Regions from separate parts of the Rattus norvegicus genome. Here region 2 is linked to region 1. The links are chromatin contacts, called in public Hi-C maps. All regions are on one chromosome and are shown on one strand. Each heading gives the region's core, a stretch centred on a gene start, on an enhancer-like site or on the middle of the called end of the contact. The rest is flanking DNA. Distances are from core to core; before and after follow the strand shown.

What was found. A called contact is a pair of places that touch in the nucleus more often than the background predicts.
Region 2: a contact with region 1 is called in a Hi-C map of liver, with 7 times the contacts expected there. The contact joins the enhancer-like site here to the promoter of Plk2 in region 1. A contact is called at or near these places in 8 of 12 Hi-C or Micro-C datasets (the A7r5 cell line, the Rat2 cell line, Schwann cells and 4 more) and 1 of 1 datasets of contacts at active chromatin or transcription factors (oligodendrocytes).

Annotation. Positions count from the first base shown.
Region 1 is chr2:43,700,002-43,706,235 of GRCr8, forward strand. It overlaps Plk2 (polo-like kinase 2), which reads left to right and starts at 2,535. Exons shown (of 14, transcript NM_031821.2): 1 at 2,535-2,923; 2 at 3,517-3,624; 3 at 3,771-3,887; 4 at 4,092-4,221; 5 at 4,387-4,474; 6 at 4,921-5,016; 7 at 5,128-5,326; 8 at 5,416-5,563; 9 at 5,863-5,960; 10 at 6,205-6,234. The coding sequence starts at 2,663.
Region 2 is chr2:44,040,972-44,047,205 of GRCr8, forward strand. No RefSeq gene overlaps it. Among named protein-coding and RNA genes, the nearest start is that of Plk2, 340 kb to the left of the region's middle. Within about 2 kb of position 3,595, at least 5 of the 93 cell types and tissues checked have an H3K27ac peak or open chromatin away from gene starts, as enhancers often do. A contact at or near this core is called in liver, where this site is marked.

The DNA of each region.
Region 1 (6,234 bases), core at 1,285-3,784:
CTACAGTTTCAAGTCTGTCCACACGATGGCACTACCATAAAGAAAATCATTTTTTCCCAGTTGGCAAGGACTCAGCATTGGTGTTTTATTAAATGCCTGTGTATTTTTGGTAGAACTGAATTTCACATGGTATGTTCAACAGTCTAATACTATAGCATCCCCAGAAAAATATGTAATAGTGTATGACACAAAATTGAAATTAAAAAAAGTCTTAATTGTTCTTTCAGTCCTTGAATTGTAAGACACACACACATACACACACAAACACACACATTAGAGCAAAACTCTCTCTGGGAAAGTAAGGTGGTCTTCTTCAACCAGGAGGCCTATCCAACGGTTTCGTCCAGGCTGGGGAACAAAGGTCATAGCCAAGTTTATGAATAAAGCAGGGGAGTTGTGTAATTCTGCTTCTCCACTTCCAGCCCCGCCTCCCTATTATTCAAACCTGGGATAATCTTGGGTTAAAGTCTCCTATCCTTTGTGAACAACATGCCCGGGCTTGCAGTGAGCTAAAGCACTAAGACAGAGAGTATCTTGCCTTGTCCACTCTGCAATGTTAAGGAAGCGTGCTTGGATAGTTTTTGGAGTACCTGAGGTGAATGTCGTTTTAACTGTTAAGACTAGATTTACCTATGTTTGATAGTGGTCTGGAGGAAACCCCATTTACCCTTACTTGGAAGTCTATGTGTCATTCTTTCCCAGTTGGCAAGGACTCAGCCTTGGTATTTTATTAAAGGCCTGTGTATTTTTGGAAGACAGGAAGCCTGTGCAAAGTAACTGCTTACAAACTGTCAACTGAGACAACAGGTGGGCATGTAGTTGGCTTAACAAAACCTCATGGCTCTAGGAAAAATGTATTGATAATAGCTATTTAAATTGTCTAGGACCAAGTTTCTTAACCTGTAAGATGGGAAATTGTAGACTAGACTATGTCACTTCAAAATATGCCCGCGGGAAACTAGAATAGGTCACCCTCAATATATTGCTGAGTCAGGATGTTTGAAGTGAATTCAAAGGTGGGTAAACACGGAAGACCTGAAAATGGCGCACTGCTCTTTTGTAAGGAAAAAAAAATCACATTTATTAAAAGAAGTCTCGAGTCCTGAGAAAGTCCCCCGAACTAGACAAAAACAATGATTCTAAGTAACAATCTTCTCGGTGAAAAACAGTAACAAAGGTCTAGGTTATTTACTCCCTGGTTATTTTCTTCCTTTCCTGTCTTTCCCCACACTCGTGTTTTGCCTCCGATGGCATTCAAAGCTCAATTCCAAGCCACGTCGGAGGGTACTCGTTTCGCTGTGAAGGAATAAGCTTATGTTTCTGCACTTACTCTGCCCTGTTTGAGGAACCACAGCGATAATTTAGAAGGGTAGAAGGAAAATATTTTTCCCTCCTCTAATATGGCCGTATTTCTGATTCGGGATTGTATTAAGATGATAGAGACATTTCGAAATAGCTACCAGAGTTTAATTCCCCAGTGAACAGTACTCCAGAAGCGCTGGCACCACTGCCGTTGGAAGAAAGAAGGATAAGTCTCTGAGTTATTAGAAATGAACAGTAAAATCGAGCTTGTTGACAGCCACACTTTAGCTCAGCTGCCTTCATTTTCTGCTTTACCCCACAGTGGGACCTTGGATTGACTCTGTACCAGGGCGGTGACATCGCTTAGTGACATGAGATCCACGCAATCTGAATCACCTAGTTGGAACAAGAAGTCATAGATGACTTCAACTGTAAAATCATAATTAGCAACAGAACACGTTTAGCGTTACTGTTGAAGCTCAAGTTGCTGCTAACGAACCTCGGCCCACTCAGACCGTTAATCGTTTTTCTGAAAAATTCCACAGGATGGCGATCTTGCTTAGACTTGTTGCGTACCAAACCTTCGCCGGGCGTCAAGTCCTCGCTCCTCTCCAAGGTTAAGAGCCTGGCCTCTGACAGGGGTCACTTATCAGGCGAAAGGAAGAGGCTGCAGGGAGCTCAGATACTTCCCACGCCACAGCAGGTCACCCGGATCTCCGACCAGGATTGCACCTCGTTCCTCAGCTGCTCTGAGTCTGCCTGGTGCCGGGTTCCGCGGGGCCAGCCACTGAGCCTCCCCGTCCACGGGGTCCTAGACTGGAGTCTAGGTGGAGGTGGCCGAGGTCCCCAAGCGCTTCGTGTCTCCCTGTGCAGCCACGAGTGGCTCGCTGGATGACACCCGTGTCGGGTTGCACGGCTGTCAGGAGGGCAGTGCCAACCTTGCCTCTCGCCTGGCTGCTACCCCGCATCCCCACCGGGCCAGAACCGAGACAGGGCGTTCGCCCTTGAGTTTCTGTTTTCTACGCCCAAAGTAAGGGCACTCGACGAAACGCGGGAGCTTTGCGTACCGCCGCCTCCAAGCCAGGCCAAAGCCCGCGATAGCCACGCAGCTACCCCGCATCTATCCACAGTGCGCACTCCAGGGCGGGTGGGTGGAGCCCTCTTCGTGACGTCACGAGGCCCCGCCCCACCCAGCAGGCGCGTATTTAAAGCTTCGCTGCTGGCTCTCGCTCGCAGAAGAGGAGCCGGACGTCGGACTAGAGAGTAGGGAGAGCGATTGGGGCTCGAGGGACAGGGCTAGACCGGACGCGTGTCCGCGCCTCGGAGGTGGCAGTAGGTAGTGTCGGGTAGCGAGGCAACGATGGAGCTCCTGCGGACTATCACCTACCAGCCGGCCGCCGGCACCAAGATGTGCGAGCAGGCGCTGGGCAAAGCTTGCGGCGGGGACTCAAAGAAGAAGCGACCGCAGCAGCCTTCTGAAGACGGGCAGTCCCAAGCCCAGGTGACCCCGGCGGCCCCACACCACCATCATCACCATTCTCACTCCGGACCCGAGATCTCGCGGATTATAGTCGACCCCACGACGGGGAAGCGCTACTGCCGGGGCAAAGTGCTGGGCAAGGTGAGGAGCCGCGGGCGCCAGGCTGCGGGGCGGGAGGGCGGGCTGCCCGGGCAAGCTGAGCGAGCCGGGACTCAGCGCCCGCTTTTCTCGCTCCTTCAGCTGTCTAGTTCCCTGAGCGACATAGGTCCCACTCCTGCCCTCCTGGGCTTCTGAGCGCTGGGGATCCGGTGTGCATCCTCAGTCTGTTTTCCTCCCAGTCTACGAAGGAGGACTCAGGACGTTCTACCTTGACCCGGGCTCTCACTACCTGATCCCGGGGGAGCTAGCCTGTCAAATTTCTTCAGAGGGCATTTTTCCACCCTTTCTCCCTTCCATTCCCTTCTCCTTAGAGTTCGTTGTAAAGGGGAAACGAGAAAACTGGACTGGTTTCCAGGAATGCCTTTCCCTTCCTGAAAAACCATTTTACAAAGCAGATTGTTTCGCTCTGCCCACCCTCTCTGTTCCTCAATTTTTTGCTCCCGCCCCCCATTTTTTTTCTTGATAATCACTTATTTTAAACGTTGGTCCTTCGGGTTTTTTTTTTCTTTTTTCTTTTTTTTTTTCTTTTTTCTTTTTGTCATGCTCAATTCCATCTCGCCTTTGTTTCCTCCCAGGGTGGATTTGCAAAGTGTTACGAAATGACAGATCTGACAAACAACAAAGTCTACGCTGCAAAAATTATCCCTCACAGCAGAGTAGCTAAACCTCATCAAAGGGAAAAGGTGCGTATGACTGTTGAGTAAAGTATTTTCTTTGTGTGCAGGGATGGCCCTACCCTGTTAGAAAAATGTCTTCTGAATGTGTAAGCACTGTCTCTCCAGACAAGACGAGAGGCTAATAAGCCTTATCTTGCTTTTTTTTTCCTTAGATCGACAAAGAAATTGAGCTTCACAGAATCCTGCACCATAAGCATGTAGTGCAGTTTTACCACTACTTTGAAGACAAAGAAAACATTTACATCCTCTTGGAGTACTGCAGTAGAAGGGTGAGTGTTAACTCCTGGGTCAGTGCGCTTGCTAACAGAAAGCCCGGGTGGTATTTGCATTACATTCTATCTGCGGTTTTAGCCGTGACAGTTAATTATTCTCCCACAATATGAGCCTGCATCACTAGTCCAGCAAAGGGAAGCTTGATCTACGTAACTTCATTTGACAAATTCTCCCTTACCCTTCCCCCTTTCTCTTCCTAGTCCATGGCTCATATCTTGAAAGCAAGAAAGGTGTTGACAGAGCCAGAAGTCCGATACTACCTCAGGCAGATTGTGTCGGGACTCAAGTATCTTCACGAACAAGAAATCTTGCATAGGGATCTCAAGCTAGGTAAGCCTTTTGCTGCAGCAGCTGGGGGAGGGGCTAGAGACTGGTAGGGCTTTCCAGTCTCTGGGCTTTTTAGTGTTGCAAACTGGGATCTGGGTGCCTTCGGTGGACAGTGTGGATGATGCAGGCCTCCAAGGGAGTTCACACTTGGTTTTGTTTACCTTCTAGGGAACTTTTTTATTAATGAGGCCATGGAGCTGAAGGTTGGAGACTTCGGCTTGGCTGCCAGACTGGAACCTTTGGAACACAGAAGGAGGTGAGAGTCATGTCCTGCCTGGGTTTTGTGGAGACCAAATACACCCCTATTATTAGTTCACAGAAAGTAAGTTCACACCACAGTCTGCACACCACAGCAGTGTTATTGAAAAGGAGCCAATGTCCACTCTGTGTTAGGTAACTTACACCTCTGAATTGATTATTAAGGCAATCAATAAAATAAATGCTTAAGTTTGTCTGATACACACACACACACACACACTATCTGGTCTCATTTGGTTAAAAACACTCTGTCATATGGGCTGAGAAAATTGTACACAGAACCAAAAGAAGCTTGGGGTCAAATAAAAGCACTAAAAAGAAATAGTTAAGTAGAAATTGAGCAAAGAATTTCAAGTTTCATTTCCCACTGAGTCATCCCCGGTGGAACAAGTTTAATTAAAGTCATAGTTCCTAACGAGATTGTGCTATATTCTGTCTTCTCAGAACAATATGTGGAACCCCAAATTATCTCTCCCCTGAAGTCCTCAACAAACAAGGACATGGCTGTGAATCAGACATCTGGGCCTTAGGCTGTGTAATGTAAGTAAATGCACCAGAATGCCTAAAAGAAAATAGCAAATCTGACTCAGTGGTGATTGCTCAAAGAGTTCCTTCTTGACCATTTCTGAAGACATGTTTCTGTGTATCCAGGTATACAATGCTGCTAGGAAGACCTCCATTCGAAACAACAAATCTGAAAGAAACGTACAGGTGCATAAGAGAAGCAAGATATACAATGCCGTCTTCATTACTGGCCCCCGCCAAGCACTTGATAGCCAGCATGCTGTCCAAAAACCCAGAGGACCGCCCCAGTTTGGATGACATCATTCGGCATGACTTCTTTCTGCAGGTCAGCACACTCTTTGGCCTTTCTTTAAAATTGCGTGCCATTGCCCTGGTTGCTGGAGAGGTTTCTGACTGTCTCTTCTGGTTCCACAGGGCTTCACTCCAGACAGACTCTCTTCTAGCTGTTGCCACACAGTTCCAGACTTCCACTTGTCAAGCCCAGCTAAGAATTTCTTTAAGAAAGCTGCTGCCGCTCTTTTTGGTGGCAAAAAGGACAAAGCAAGATATAATGACACACACAGTAAGTTTCCAGACCCCCTCCTCCTTTTCCATACCCTAGATCACCCTTAAGTCTGATGTGACTGAGTGGAGACTTTACCTTTAGGGTAATTTCTCCATCATATTTGTGTACTGCTGACCTCCGAGACACTAATAGCCAAGTAACTATACAACAGAATTAATTGATAGCTTTCGTTTATGTAAACACTGACGTGTGCTGCCTGCATAGGTGCAGCTGAGGCCACTGGTGACATAGCCCTAACTCTGTTCCACCCTTGTTGAGATAAATTAACATGCCCGATTCTTTCCCTTGACTTACAGATAAAGTGTCTAAGGAAGATGAAGACATCTACAAGCTTCGGCATGATTTGAAGAAAACATCGATAACCCAGCAACCCAGCAAACACAGAACAGATGAGGTATGTTGGGGAGGCTCAGAATGAAACGGTCATTTCCAGTCTTGGACAGCCAGCATTTTGGTGTTTATTAGGGCTGAGGCAATGCTTCTAAGTCAGGATACCGCAGCTGACTTCTCTGGCTTATATCCATTGCTCTTTGATAAGCTTTCCCAGTAATTATTATAATTTTAGGTGAACCTGAAATTTCAAATATAGATAGACCTAGCCCCTTGACTCACTGTATGGCTCTTCTCTTCCCTTCAAGGAGCTCCAGCCTCCTCCAACTACCTTTGCC
Region 2 (6,234 bases), core at 2,345-4,844, 340 kb after region 1:
GAGACTCCGCAGAGTTCTTTGTATCATCTAATTAACTATTGAGACTTTTATTATTATTATTATTAACTTGAGTATTTCTTATATACATTTCGAGTGTTATTCCCTTTCCCGGTATCCGGGCAAACATCCCCCTCCCCCCTCCCCTTCCTTATGGGTGTTCCCTTCCCCACCCTCCCCCCATTGCCGCCCTCCCCCGAACAATCTAGTTCACCGAGGGTTCAGTCTTAGCAGGACCCAGGGCTTCCCCTTCCACTGGTGCTCTTACTAGGATATTCACTGCTACCTATGAGGTCAGAGTCCAGGGTCAGTCCATGTATAGTCTTTAGGTAGTGGCTTAGTCCCTGGAAGCTCTGGTTGGTTGGCATTGTTGTACATATGGGGTCTCGAGCCCCTTCAAGCTCTTCCAGTTCTTTCTCTGATTCCTTCAACGGGGGTCCTATTCTCAGTTCAGTGGTTTGCTGCTGGCATTCGCCTCTGTATTTGCTGTATTCTGACTTTTATATGCCTTGAATATTTGTTGATTTGTTTGAGTTAGGGATGTGATCACCCACTGAAGCCTGCTTTGCATGGCTGCTCTAAAATCCTTTTCAGATAATGTTTCTGTTTTGCATCATTGTCCTCTCTACACCATGTGAATTTTTATTTTAGGAGATCTTACTGGTATAATTGTTTGATATAAGGAGCAATTTTTCAACCTGAAACCTGGGTGTTTTCACATTAAGAGAACTTCCGGGATATTTAAATCTCTTTGTTTTAGTTTCTGTTTTTTTTTTTTTTTTTATTGTATATTTTTTATTTACATTTCAAATGTTATTCCCTTTCCCAGTTTTCCAGGCAGAAACCTCCTATCCCATTCCTCTTCCCCCTCACAAACCAATCTCCCTTTCTGCCTCCCAACCCTGACATTCTCCTATAAAGGCTTCTCCTCTCATTGGTGCCCAGAAAAGCAATCTTCTGCTACATATGCAGTTGGAGCCATGGGTCTGTACATGTGTACTCTTTGGGTAGTGGTTTAGTCCCTGGGAGCTCTGGTTGATTGGTATTATTCTTATGGGGTTGCAAACCCCTTCAGCTCCTTCAATCCTTTCTCTAACTTCTCCAATGGGGACCTTGTTCTCATTTCAATGGTTTGCTGCTAGCATTCACCTCTGTATTTGACATGCTCTGGCTGAGCCTCTCAGGAGACAGTTATATCAGGCTCCTGTCAGCATGCACTTCTTGGCATCAGCAATATTGTCTGGGTTTGATGACTATATGTATATGGTTTGGATACATACATACAGGTGGGGCAGGCTCTGAATGGCCATTCCTTCAGTCCTTAATTCAAACTTTGTCTCCATATCGCCTCCTATGAATATTTTTGTTCCCCCTTTTAAGAAGGACTGAAGCATCTATTCTTTGGCCATCCTTCTTCTTGAGCTTCATGTAGTCTGTGGATTGTATCTTGGGTAATTCAAACTTTGGGGCTAATATCCATTTATCAGTGAGTGCATACCATGTGTATTTTTTTGTGATTGGGTTACCTCACGAAGGATGATATTTTCTAGTTCAATTCATTTGCCTATGAATTTCATAAAGTCGTGGTTTTTGATAGCTGAGTAATATTCCATTGTGTAGATGTACCACATTTTCTGTATCCATTCCTCTGTTGAAGGGCATCTGGGTTCTTTCCAGCTTCTGACTATTACAAATAAGGCTGCTATGAACATAGTGGAGCATGTGTCCTGTTGTATGTTAGCGCACCATTTGGGTATATGCCCAATAAAGGTATAGCTAGGTCCTCAGGTAGTGCAATGTCCAATTTTCTAAGGAACCTTCAGACTGATTTCCAGAGTGATTGTATCAGCTTGCAATCCCACCAACAATGGAGGAGTGTTTCTCTTTCTCCACATCCTTGCCAGCATCTGCTGTCACCTGAGTTTTTGTTCTTAGCCATTCTGACTGGTATGAGGTGGAATCTCAGCGTTGTTTTGATTTGCATTTCCCTGATGCCTAAGGATGTTGAACATTTTTAGGTACTTCTCAGCCATTTGAATGGCCGATATTTAAATCTTTTAGGCTTGTTTTGGCTAGCATTTTCTTTTATCACTGATCCTGCAAGAAGATAAATGGTTGCCTAGCACCAAGTAGGTGTTAAATGACCCATTCCCCATTGGATTTTATTGATATATGCAAAGTACAGTGGACCTTGTTGATAATCAGATATTGGAGTTTGATGTTCTCACATACTGTTCACTAACACAGTGGACAGGAAACGTCTTATTACCAGCCAACAGAACCCTCTTGGTTTTCCCTGGCACTAGCCCAGAGAACACTGAAACACTTTATGGGGACTTCATGAGACTGGAGTCTTAGCCCCTTGGAATGTAGGCTCAGCTCTCTCTCAGGATCTCCCCTCTGCCCTGTGGTGTTTTCCTAAATTAGGGAAGTTATTCTTTAACAGTTCTTCCTTTCTTGGTTCCCTCTTTCATAGTATTTTGCCTAAAGAAATCGTGCTCTGGCTGGTTTTCCTTTCTGTTTAGCTTCTGTTTTTATTTTTCTCTGCATTCATTATTGTTTCCAGGAGGCTGGCTCTTTCAACCACAAGTCTGGGATAAACGAGACAAGAAGTGCATTCAGGAGTCTCATGGGTTTATACCCCTCAGGTCCAAGTTCTCTGGACAGTCTACCTCGTCATGTTTGTGCTTTAAAGTTTTCACTTTTTAAAAAATGTTTGTTTGTTGTAATTATAATGTATATAATTTTAAGTTGTAGTTAGATGGGGAGTTAGGGAGAAGTGTCTCACTCCATTATTTTGGAAATATTTCTAAGCCCCAAGCCACAAAGTTTTATAAGTGATCTCATGGAAGATATTATTAAACATCAATAACTTCTTTTCTTAGATTTTGAACTTGACATTATTTTAGAAAAGCCACAGCCTTATGTTAGAAAAATGTTTATCAAACATTTTAGTCATTTTTCATGTTGTAACAATGTTTGCCCTAAAAATTAAAATGAGTTTTGATGACTTTCTCTAATACTTAATTCTTATATAGCTTTTTCTTGTATGTAGTTACTCCTTTATCCTAACATATCCTACAATTTATGGCAATTCTGTCCAGTCCTCACTTCTCCTTCTCATCACATCTTCTCTCCTAAAGCATATGAAAAATTATAGGTCTGCAAGAGAAGGGTGAAACGCCTTTCCTTGTCACTGTCTCATAAATAATAGTGTAAATAGGACTCAGGATCTAGGGTGGGAAATATGTATGTGTGTGTAAGATTCAGCCAGTTCTATAATATTCCCCGTATATGTAAATGCGTCTCTGGGAACAGTTTATAAATCTCCTCAGAACAGCCTAGACTCTGAAGCTAAAGTTCAGCTTTAAACACTCTGCATTGTCAAAAGGCACAGAATTTAAAGCATTTAAAAAGTTGCATTTCAAATATTACAGCAAGATACTGGAGACAAAAGCAAATGATATGTTGCCTTATATGAATTTGCTGTAATTGCATAGCAGACATAATCAGCTATCCACCCATGTTGGGCTAGGGTATACATTCCAGAGTTTCTAGGATAAGAGTTGGTGTTCATCTTCTTCTTCTCCAGTCTACAATCTCCCAGAAAAAAAAAGAGTCAAAGCCAGGCTGTGTTCTTTAGCGTCTGGTCTGTAATGGACAGTCCAAATGTTTACTGAAAAATGGGAGGCAAAATTGTGTTCTGTGATTGCTGATATCTTTAGGAATTAATGTAGAGGAAAAACCAATTCTATTGCCACAGGGGGGGTACCTTTAAAATAAAAACAGGTCTTAGGGAAAAAGTCATTATCTGCCACTTTAACTCCCGCAAAATAGGCATCTGTAGAAAAAGAATTGCAAGGCAAGCATTTCCCTGAAAGTGAAAGGGACCCATTGATAAACATGGGTGAACATCGGACAGCATCTTTCTTCTTTATCCAGCCTTCCCCTGGCTCTCTAACTGTTGACACTGGACATGTTCCAGACCCACAGCTGAACCGACTTCAAAAGTGCGTTCTCATTTCTCACATGGTTCTGCTATTGATCTGCTTAGCAGAGAACCTGGAATGCTGTTTGTGCTCAAGTTCCACAGGCACCTTTTGATCTTTCCCAGAAGACCAAATGCCATCTGGGACGTCAGATGAGACTCTAACAACTGGTGTCTTAAAGGAGAGGTGGTGAAGAAGAAAACATTATTCATAATTTGTAGCTAAAGTCAATTCCTCATACTTCCCTGCCCATATCGAATCTTACCCTCATTGTTCCTTCTGCTGGGCCCTGTGTTACTACAGCTAATAAGGACAATACCTGTACCCCTTAGGTCTTCCTTCATAATCAATCTATCCCTACACACACACACACACACACACACACACACACACACACACACACACATTTAAGCAGGTTTACAATGCTGGTCATTCTGAACTTGCACAAAAAATCCGTAAGGTGTGTAAAAATATTCAGATTCCCCTCCCCCAGATATAGACTGTTTTTCAAAGGACTTAGGAAGGCAGATAAATATGTAGCATAACCAGACCACTAATGCAAGCTGCATAGCAGTGAGAAGAAAATGCAGAAGCACTGATGTCAACTACCAGCTTCATCTGCCTCCTGTTAGCCGTTGCTAGTAGTCTTCAGCGACTGGGGGCTGAGCTCTTCAGAGGTCTTCTTCCTTAATAGGTTGCTGTCAAATTGTGTTACGCTAAAATCTCTGCTGTATGTACAAACATGTGTTGACAAGCAAGATTGAGAGTACTAAAAAAAAAAATCCATCTGCCAAAAGAAAATAGCAGACAGAGAAACTGTTACAATGAGATTCGAATTAGACTAGGTGGGAGTACATGGAATGCTATATGGCAGTTCTCAACACAGGAACAGCGAGTGTACCCCTTTAACAACATACTATATAACATAACGGGGACCAAACCACCTCAATAAAGCAGAAATCTTAACCCTTCTTTTGGCAATCTGATCTTACAGATTCCTTCCTAGTCACCACATAGCACAAGGGAAAGAACTTTTTGAAACTGTAAGAAAAGAAATAATTTTCCTTGTATTCTCTGAGGGTCTTTAGCAGGATTTAAGAATTAGTGTGACCTGATACAAATTCACAGAAGTAAAGCATGCATATTAATTTTCAAGTTGTAGGAGCCACTGTGAGGAAACAAAGACCCAAAGGAGCAATTCAAGCAAGACACTTAAAGGCCCCAATGGACAGAGTGTAGATGATTATGAAAATATGACAAGGCAAAAGGGCTGTGACAGTTAAGAGTGAAAAAGTAACCAGACAGATAAAGGTTACTAGTCTAAGGTTTTCCTCAGCTTTAACTCTGGATCTCTAGTTACGATACACTTTTCATAGGGTAGTTTTATACCTTCTTTTGGAAGGATCAGGGAGTGCAAGATTCCAGCATGGCCCCTGTTGTGTAAAAGTGTCTCGCTCAAATAATCATTATGTCAAAGTCTCATACTTTTAGGGTAGAGAGAGCACATTCTCCCATCCATTAATCCCCTGCAGAACTCATGAAGTACAGTCAGACTCGTAACAGAATGAATGTTGGGAAAGTTTGTTCAAAGTTCAGTTACGTGGGTCAGAGGATATAGGGTAAGAAGGGTTCAGAATGTAATTTAACAATGTTTTCTTCATTATTTTTTATTACCAGAGAGTGAAGCCTTAGAGATTAAAATATTGTAGCTGAATGTAGTGGCCTTAAGAGTAAAAATGGGGGGTTGGGGATTTGGCTCAGTGGTAGAGCGCTTACATAGGAAGCTCAAGGTCCTGGGTTCAGTCCCCAGCCCCGGAAAAAAAAAAAAGAAAAAAAGAGTAAAAATGGATAGAATATATACACAATTAAGTAGAATAGCAATAACTATGGATGGAACTAGGCAGTGGGTTCCAACAAAATCACATGGTATGGAAAGTTTATTAAAAGGGAAGGGCAAAGAGGACACAGAGGCTGCCTTTGGGAGAGGGAAAATGGAGCTCTTTATAGGGACTCTGGTACATGCCCAGGGGACATGTAATAGAGGAGGCAATGGGAATGTCTGGCCGCTAGGCAGCTAATGATGCCATGTCTTGTCACTGGGTTGCCTTCAGGTCTCACTGTTGCCAGACAAGGCTGGCTAGAGAGGTTGCCTGATTGCCAGCAACGATTTTTTAGGGGTTAGAGACAAAGCACATCAGTTGAGAGCACTGGCTGTTCTTTCAGAGGACTCAGGTTCAGTCCCCAGAAC